Linked DNA regions of Rattus norvegicus: region 1 is linked to region 2. A link is a contact called in public Hi-C data. All regions are on one chromosome and are shown on one strand. Each heading gives the region's core, a stretch centred on a gene start, on an enhancer-like site or on the middle of the called end of the contact. The rest is flanking DNA. Distances are from core to core; before and after follow the strand shown.

Region 1 (3,256 bases), core at 614-3,113, 37 kb before region 2:
TCTTTGCTAACAGGGGAACACGTGAGGCCAACAGAGGTGAAGTGGTGAAGGACACACACACACACACACACACACACACACACACACACACACACGCACGCCATTTGGATCCCGAGAGAGATCCCAAAGCAGTTCATGACTTTGGATTTAGACTAGCCTGGGTCCATTCCGATCCAGCACCTCTCTTTTTTGTCTCATAGCCACCCCTGCTTACACACACACAATCTTTCTTACTTCAGGTAATTTCTTAATTTCTCTTAGTCTCTGCCTCCTTCGGCTGGTTTAATTACACCCACCTGAGATGACTGCGGCTCAGAGAAGATAACGAGATTGAAACAATTCTGGTGTGTCCGCTCCCACACGGGCTCAGCTCTCCACCACACAGTCAGTCAAGGGGTTTCCTAAAAGGGTGGAATGAACTCTGTGGCCAACAGTGTATTCTGCCACGTCTTCGGAGGACGGTGAGTTGCTATCTCCAGACTGACAGGTGATGTGTGGAGGAGCAGTTTCTTCCTGATGCCATGTTGTTCCACAGTCAGGAATCAGCAGAGAAAAGAGAGCGCCTGTGGTACGTTGTGGACATCTGCACACCAGGAGGCTGAGATCCCAGTAGCTCTCAGTCCACAGAAGCTGAACTGCTGCTATGAGTTCAAGGTCAAGGGCAGCCCAAGTTAAACAGCTACATAACTAGACCCCGTATAAGAAGAATGAACTTGCCTCACCAGCTGAGGATGGGAGTTCCACTCCTGAACACGATTTACTCCTAAAAGTTGTCCTCAGACCTCCAGATAAACATGGTGGCCCATACACACCCACACTCACGTGCACATACCCCAAAATAAAATAAACTTTTGAAAAACTGAGTTACTGCTAGAGTTATCCGGTAGAAAGCCTGACTACCATGCACAAAGCTCTGGGTTTGATCCCCAGCAACACAAAAACTGTGTATAATAGCGAGACAGAAGAGGTGGCTCAGTTGTTAAAGGCTGGGCTCACAAACAAACATATGCTACATAGTTCGAGATGGTGTAAATAAATGTCTTTCTACTGCACTGGCCAGCCAGAGTCGGGGTTTGCATTTTTTTTTTTTTTTGGTTCTTTTTTTCGGAGCTGGGGACCGAACCCAGGGCCTTGCGCTTCCTAGGTAAGCGCTCTACCACTGAGCTAAATCCCCAGCCCCGGGGTTTGCATTTTTAAAAGGATCATTCACTCATTCACTCTAAAGCAAATCTCGTTTCACCATGATTATCACAATGTCAGGATTTTCTCCCCTTAGAGTTTACCTTGCGTATTTTCCTAGTTGGATATTGCCTCCACCCCTAAGGTATAAGTCTTCATAAAAACAGAGACCTTGGGGTTGGGGATTTAGCTCAGTGGTAGAGCGCTTGCCTAGCAAGCGCAAGGCCTGGGTTCGGTCCCCAGCTCCGAAAAAAGGAAAAGAAAAACAAAAAACAAAAACAGAGACCTTGCCTTGCCTCGTTCATAACCGTCTTCAACAATCCAAAGGCTTTCTAGTCTTCAGACTTTTCAAGTAATATCGATACACAGTCAATGAAAGGTCAATGCTGCTGTCTATTTGTAAAGTGAGGGGGGGAAATACACAAGTTGGGAAACCTGTCCGATGTCGGACACCCAGGAAAAAGCACTTTTTCTGTAGTATACAAACGGATAGATGGATGAAGGAACTAGATTGATGGAATGTGAACCATTAGCGTTCCATGCGCCTGCGCTTCCTCAAATCGCTCGCCAGGGGGCGCTGCTCTCCCACGTCTCAACGCCAGTCCCTCCTGGCGCGCACTCCTTTTGCGTCTCGGGCTCGCGCGCGCTGCCGCGGCACCGGAAGTGACTGCGCTTGCAAGTTCCCCCGGTCTCTTCAGGGGAAACTGAGGCCGGCTTCTCCGGGAGATTCGGCACGAGCAGTCAGCCAGGTAGGCCAACCCAAGTCCGCGGCGTACTTCCCAGCCGCAAAACGCCCTCGTATCTGGAAGCCACTGGGCCGATGAAGGGGGGATGTGGCCCCCCACGGCTCGCTGGGCTCTCAGGTGAGGGCGCCGCCTCCCCTGTGCCTGACAGGCGCTTCGCCCAATGGGAGCCTTGGCCGTCCCGCTTCCGTGCCGACTCGACCCGCGGATTGGCTAAGCTGGGGCGGGCCGCGGGGGCGAGACCCCTCCTTCCAGAGAGGTCTAGGGGGCGCCCCTGAGGGAGGGCGGTTGCCTAGCAACGGGGCGGTGGCTCGGCGGGTACCCGGCCTAGGGGAGCGCGAGCAGTAAGCGAGGCCTCAGCCCACCCACCCGGGGCTCCAACGCGTAGCGGCCTCCGGTCCTGGAGCCCTGCAGGGGGCTCCAGGAGGCCGCCTTGGGTCGGGTCTCAAGAAAACGAGGTCTCCGCTGTGGGAGCCTCAACCCTTCTTCCTGGCCAGTGGCGGGGCTCAGCGCCTCCCTCTCACCCCGTCTTTGTGCGGGGTGCCGGCGGCCATTGTGTCCGGGCGCGGAATGGAGGACCTGGCAGTCCCCCAGTGCTATGTCCAGAGCCTTTGGGGAATTCAAAGACAACTAGCGGTGTTTGTGGGGGGTCTCCAGCCTACTCCTCTTGGAAAGGCCCGGGAGTGGTCTTTCCGAAATCAGATCGCAGATCCGAGGCCGTCTCCCCCTCCCCGCGTCCCTGCGCGAAACCTTGAGATTCACTGAGAAGTCCCTTTAGGGTTTCGGAAGCCTCATCCAGGGCTGGTACTTAAATAGAAAGAAAGAAAGGAGGGGTGGGGGGAAATTACACTAAACCCATACCTCCGGGAGAGTTCTCCTGGCTCCCAGTAGGAGGCGAGAGCCAAGGGGCGTGCTAGAGCGAGGGGGTTGGGCTCCCGGGTGGCTGGAGGCTGCGGAGCAGAGAGGCCGCCCTCGATCTGGGCGATGGAGGAAGCAAGCGAGGGGGCAGGTTCCTAAGCTTCGCAATTCCTCTGGCCTGCCTACCAGGTCGCATGATCCCGGCCGGGACCGGGGTTTTTTGCTGAGTTACCGGCGACCCAGCCACCACCTCCTCCCGACCTATGATACAAAAGACCTTCCGGGGGCTGCACCTGCTCTCTGTCGCCGGAGATAGATTTGAATGTAGGTGGTGGTGGTGGGGATGTGCCAATGGGGGTGACTTTTGGAGAAAGGCATTTCGGAGAAAAGGGGGTGGGTGGTTGTAGTAAAAAGAGGCTGATGAAACAATTCAAAGCTTGCTGGTCCTTTCAATTTGACTTCATTGAAGTCTCTTA
Region 2 (3,346 bases), core at 486-2,985:
GTAATGGTTTCCATCTGCTGCAAAGAGAAGTTTCTGTGATGAGGGTTGTTATCCTGCGGTATGCTGGTGGGTGTAAGGATAACTATTTAGAATGCAACTAGGAACTATACTGATTTAGTAAAGTGGGGGCTGGGATTGGGGATTTAGCTCAGTGGTAGAGCGTTTGCCTAGCAAGTGCAAGGCCCTGGGTTCGGTCCCCAGCTCCGGGGGAAAAAAAAAAGAAAAAAAAAAGTAAAGTGGGGGCAGTGGATTCTTCTCTAAGATTCATGAGTTCATTGCCTCCAGATAGAATATTTTCTTCCTTTTCTTTTTTTCCTCTTTTTTTTAAGAACACACACACACACACACACACACACACACACACACACACACACACACACTCTAGAAGAGGGCATCAGATCTCATTACAGATGGTTGTGAGCCACCCTGTGGTTGCTGGGATTTGAACTCAGGACGTCCGGAAGAGCAGTCAGTGCTCTTAACCGCTGAGCCATCTCTCCAGCCCACATCTTCTCTTCTAACATAAAACCTCAGTCTCTTCCTTACACCCCACCACTTCCTTAAGGGAAGCAGAATTCCCAGGGAAGGGTTCTAGGGCTTTGGAACCAGAGTGACAGAGTGAGAGCTCTATTGATGTAAGGATGTCAGTAAAGCCCACCTAATTGAGATGATGGTGGCTGGGGATACCATTCTAGAACAGAGGAAAACCATGTCTCTTGACCAGGTCCTTACCACAAACCAGAGTCTTACCCAGTCCCGGCTGGCTGGCTTCTAATTTGCTGTGCAGCTGAGAATGACTTTGAGCTTCTCTCTGGTCTTCTGCCTCCACCTTCCAGGTGCTGGGGTTACGGGTGTACGTTGCCACTCCTGGCCAGAACTGTTAAATTGTTGAGGTTTGTTTGTTTGTTCCTTTCTCTGTGTGTGGGTTTATTGTTTTGTGCCTCTCTTCCGAACAACTAAAACCCTTCTTTAAGTGTCAGTGGTCTATAAGAAAAGCAATGAGCTAACTCTAACTAACACACTCTCTCAACACTCACTCTCTCTCCCTCTCCCTCTCCCTCTCCCTCTCCCTCTCCCTCTCCCTCTCCCTCTCCCTCTCCCTCTCCCTCTCTCTCTCTCTCAGTGGGGGGGTGTTTTCTTAATAAGGATAATATATTAGAAATAGAAGAACACTTTAGTGGGGGCCTTGGTAGAAGGAAGATTCTAATCTCTGAAATCTATAGAGTTCCCCCAAAGCTAGAGCATACATTGGAGGCCAGCCATCTTGCCCTACTCTAAACTGGCCTTCAAAAGGTTCAGGCTTCCCTGAACCAGCTGCATCTAGTGAGCACTAACGGAAAGCCCTGGTATTTTCTTTCATGCAACCAAGCATGGAGATGTAGGTCAGGCACTGCTGGCCTGGCAGTTACAGCAACTCTGACTTTGCCCCTGCACCTGCAGCCACCATGTTCTCAGAGACCCATCGGGTAGGGAAGGGAATGCCCCCTCTAGACGGTAGGATCTTCCAGAGCTTGTGGGTGGGGCTGGCTGGATCAAGCAGAGGGTCGGAAAAGACCATCTGGAATGTGGGGCCTGAGAAGATGGCTCTGCCCAGGCGTGTCTGTGGCTTCTGTTCAGCTTAGTGTCATCATCACTGATGGGGAAGACTGGGGAGGTCCCATCCTCCTGCTGAGCTCAGCTGGGTCCCCAGACCTGCACCTGAACCCTCCTCCGCTTGTCTGGTGTTTACAGAGCTGAAGCTGCTGCCCTTTGGGACCCAGCCTGTTTTCATTTCTGCTCTCAGCTGTCTGATCTCCATGGACCTCACCTACACGTTTGTGCGTGCCCGTCCCCCACGATGCTGCCTCACTTAGGCCCCTCAAGCCTGGCACACTCTGGCCTTTGTTCTCCATAGCACTGCCAGCTCTGCCTGGCACTGGGATGGCTTTTCTGGCCTGAAGCAGACTCTGCTGCTCTGTCTAGCCACACCTTCCCTGAGACTACTTCTTTCTTTAGCTGCATTCTGGGGGCAAAGCTTGGCCACAAGGCTGCCCCTGTGAATCATCTCTACTTACTGCTTTTTTGTAGGTCTGGTTGTTTTTTGGGTTTTGGTTTGTTTGGTTTTTGTGTTGTTTTTGTTTTATTGTTGTTTGGCTTGGTTTGGTTATTGTTTTGGTTGGTTCATTTGTTGCGACAGTGTCTCACTGTGTAGACCAGGCTGGCTTTGAACTCACAGAAATCCACTTACCTCTGCCTAGGTACTAGGATTAAAGTCATGTATCACACCTGGCCCCTCTAGCTAGTTTAAAGCCCATGCACAATCATGGTTCAGCATCTTCCCTGTGGAGATTCGTTAGGCCTAGGCAGAGGAAGCTCGGGGCTCAGGCACAGGGCACTTTGACTGGCCCACTGCTTTGTCCACAGTTCCTCAGTGTTCAACACCTGATGCAATACGGATTGGATAAATGAAAGCCCAGAGATAAACAGGCCCACTGGTCTGGACCTTCCTGCGAGTAACTCCAGGCAGCCTCACTTACAAAGAGGCCCTGTACAGATGGATGATGGGTGGGCAGGCAAGTTGGAACAGAGCACAGTCAATATGTCCTTCCTTTACTGTCTCTTGAGACGTGGAGGGAACCAGAGGGCATATGTATGGTATCTCTTCCTCCAAGTCATCTCCAACTTCTGAGCCTAAGGGTGTGGAAAGGGGCAGCAAAAAGAAGAACTTACTGTGTGCTTGTTCTCTGAGCACTTGAAGCAGAAGGAATAGGTGTTCGAGGCCAACTGACAAAATTTCAGCTCCAACCTGGGTTATATAACAAGACTTTTCTGGGAGGGGGACTAGGAGTCCATATACCTAAGCGGATAGCTGTTCTGGATTTCATGTGGTGACGTATGTATCAATGCTTGAATAGCACACCTCTGAGTGGCACTTCTGAGTGTCTGCAGCCTGTAGCTCTGCTTGGTGAGGGGACGATGAACCTGGGCTGTGGTGGGTGTGGCCCACAAGGACCTCTAAGGTTTCAGATACTTGGAGAATGGGATGCATTCACATGGGGGGGGGAGGGGCAGAAGGGAAAGGCATTCTAGAGATTTGTGCCCATTGCATAATCTTCCAGATTGGTTGCCTTCTGCCAGTGGAATTCGAAACATTTCTAATCAGATAAAGGTGGCTGAAAATACCCCGGACTTGTCCGGACTAGCTGGAGGCAGTGCTAGGGTGAAAAGGTTGAGGCTACAGTGCTTGAGCAAGGTCTGACCACTTGGAAGCTTGCCCTGACTCATAGATGAGCCACTGTCCTCTTCCCCTCAATTCCTCAGGATGGGGAACAGCCATTGGGCTTTTAGGTAGAGGAGGGACAGGCCC

Evidence for each region. A called contact is a pair of places that touch in the nucleus more often than the background predicts.
Region 1: a Hi-C map of liver shows a contact between it and region 2, with 1.9 times the contacts expected there. The contact joins the promoter of Bcl2l1 here to the enhancer-like site in region 2. A contact is called at or near these places in 7 of 12 Hi-C or Micro-C datasets (frontal cortex, kidney, liver and 3 more).

The regions. Positions count from the first base shown.
Region 1 is chr3:161,763,382-161,766,637 of GRCr8, reverse strand. Bcl2l1 (Bcl2-like 1) reads left to right here and starts at 1,863. Exons shown (of 3, transcript NM_001033670.1): 1 at 1,863-1,928.
Region 2 is chr3:161,726,135-161,729,480 of GRCr8, reverse strand. All of the region lies in intron 2 of Bcl2l1 (Bcl2-like 1), which reads left to right. Among named protein-coding and RNA genes, the nearest start is that of Bcl2l1, 37 kb to the left of the region's middle. Within about 2 kb of position 1,735, at least 52 of the 93 cell types and tissues checked have an H3K27ac peak or open chromatin away from gene starts, as enhancers often do. A contact at or near this core is called in kidney and liver, where this site is marked.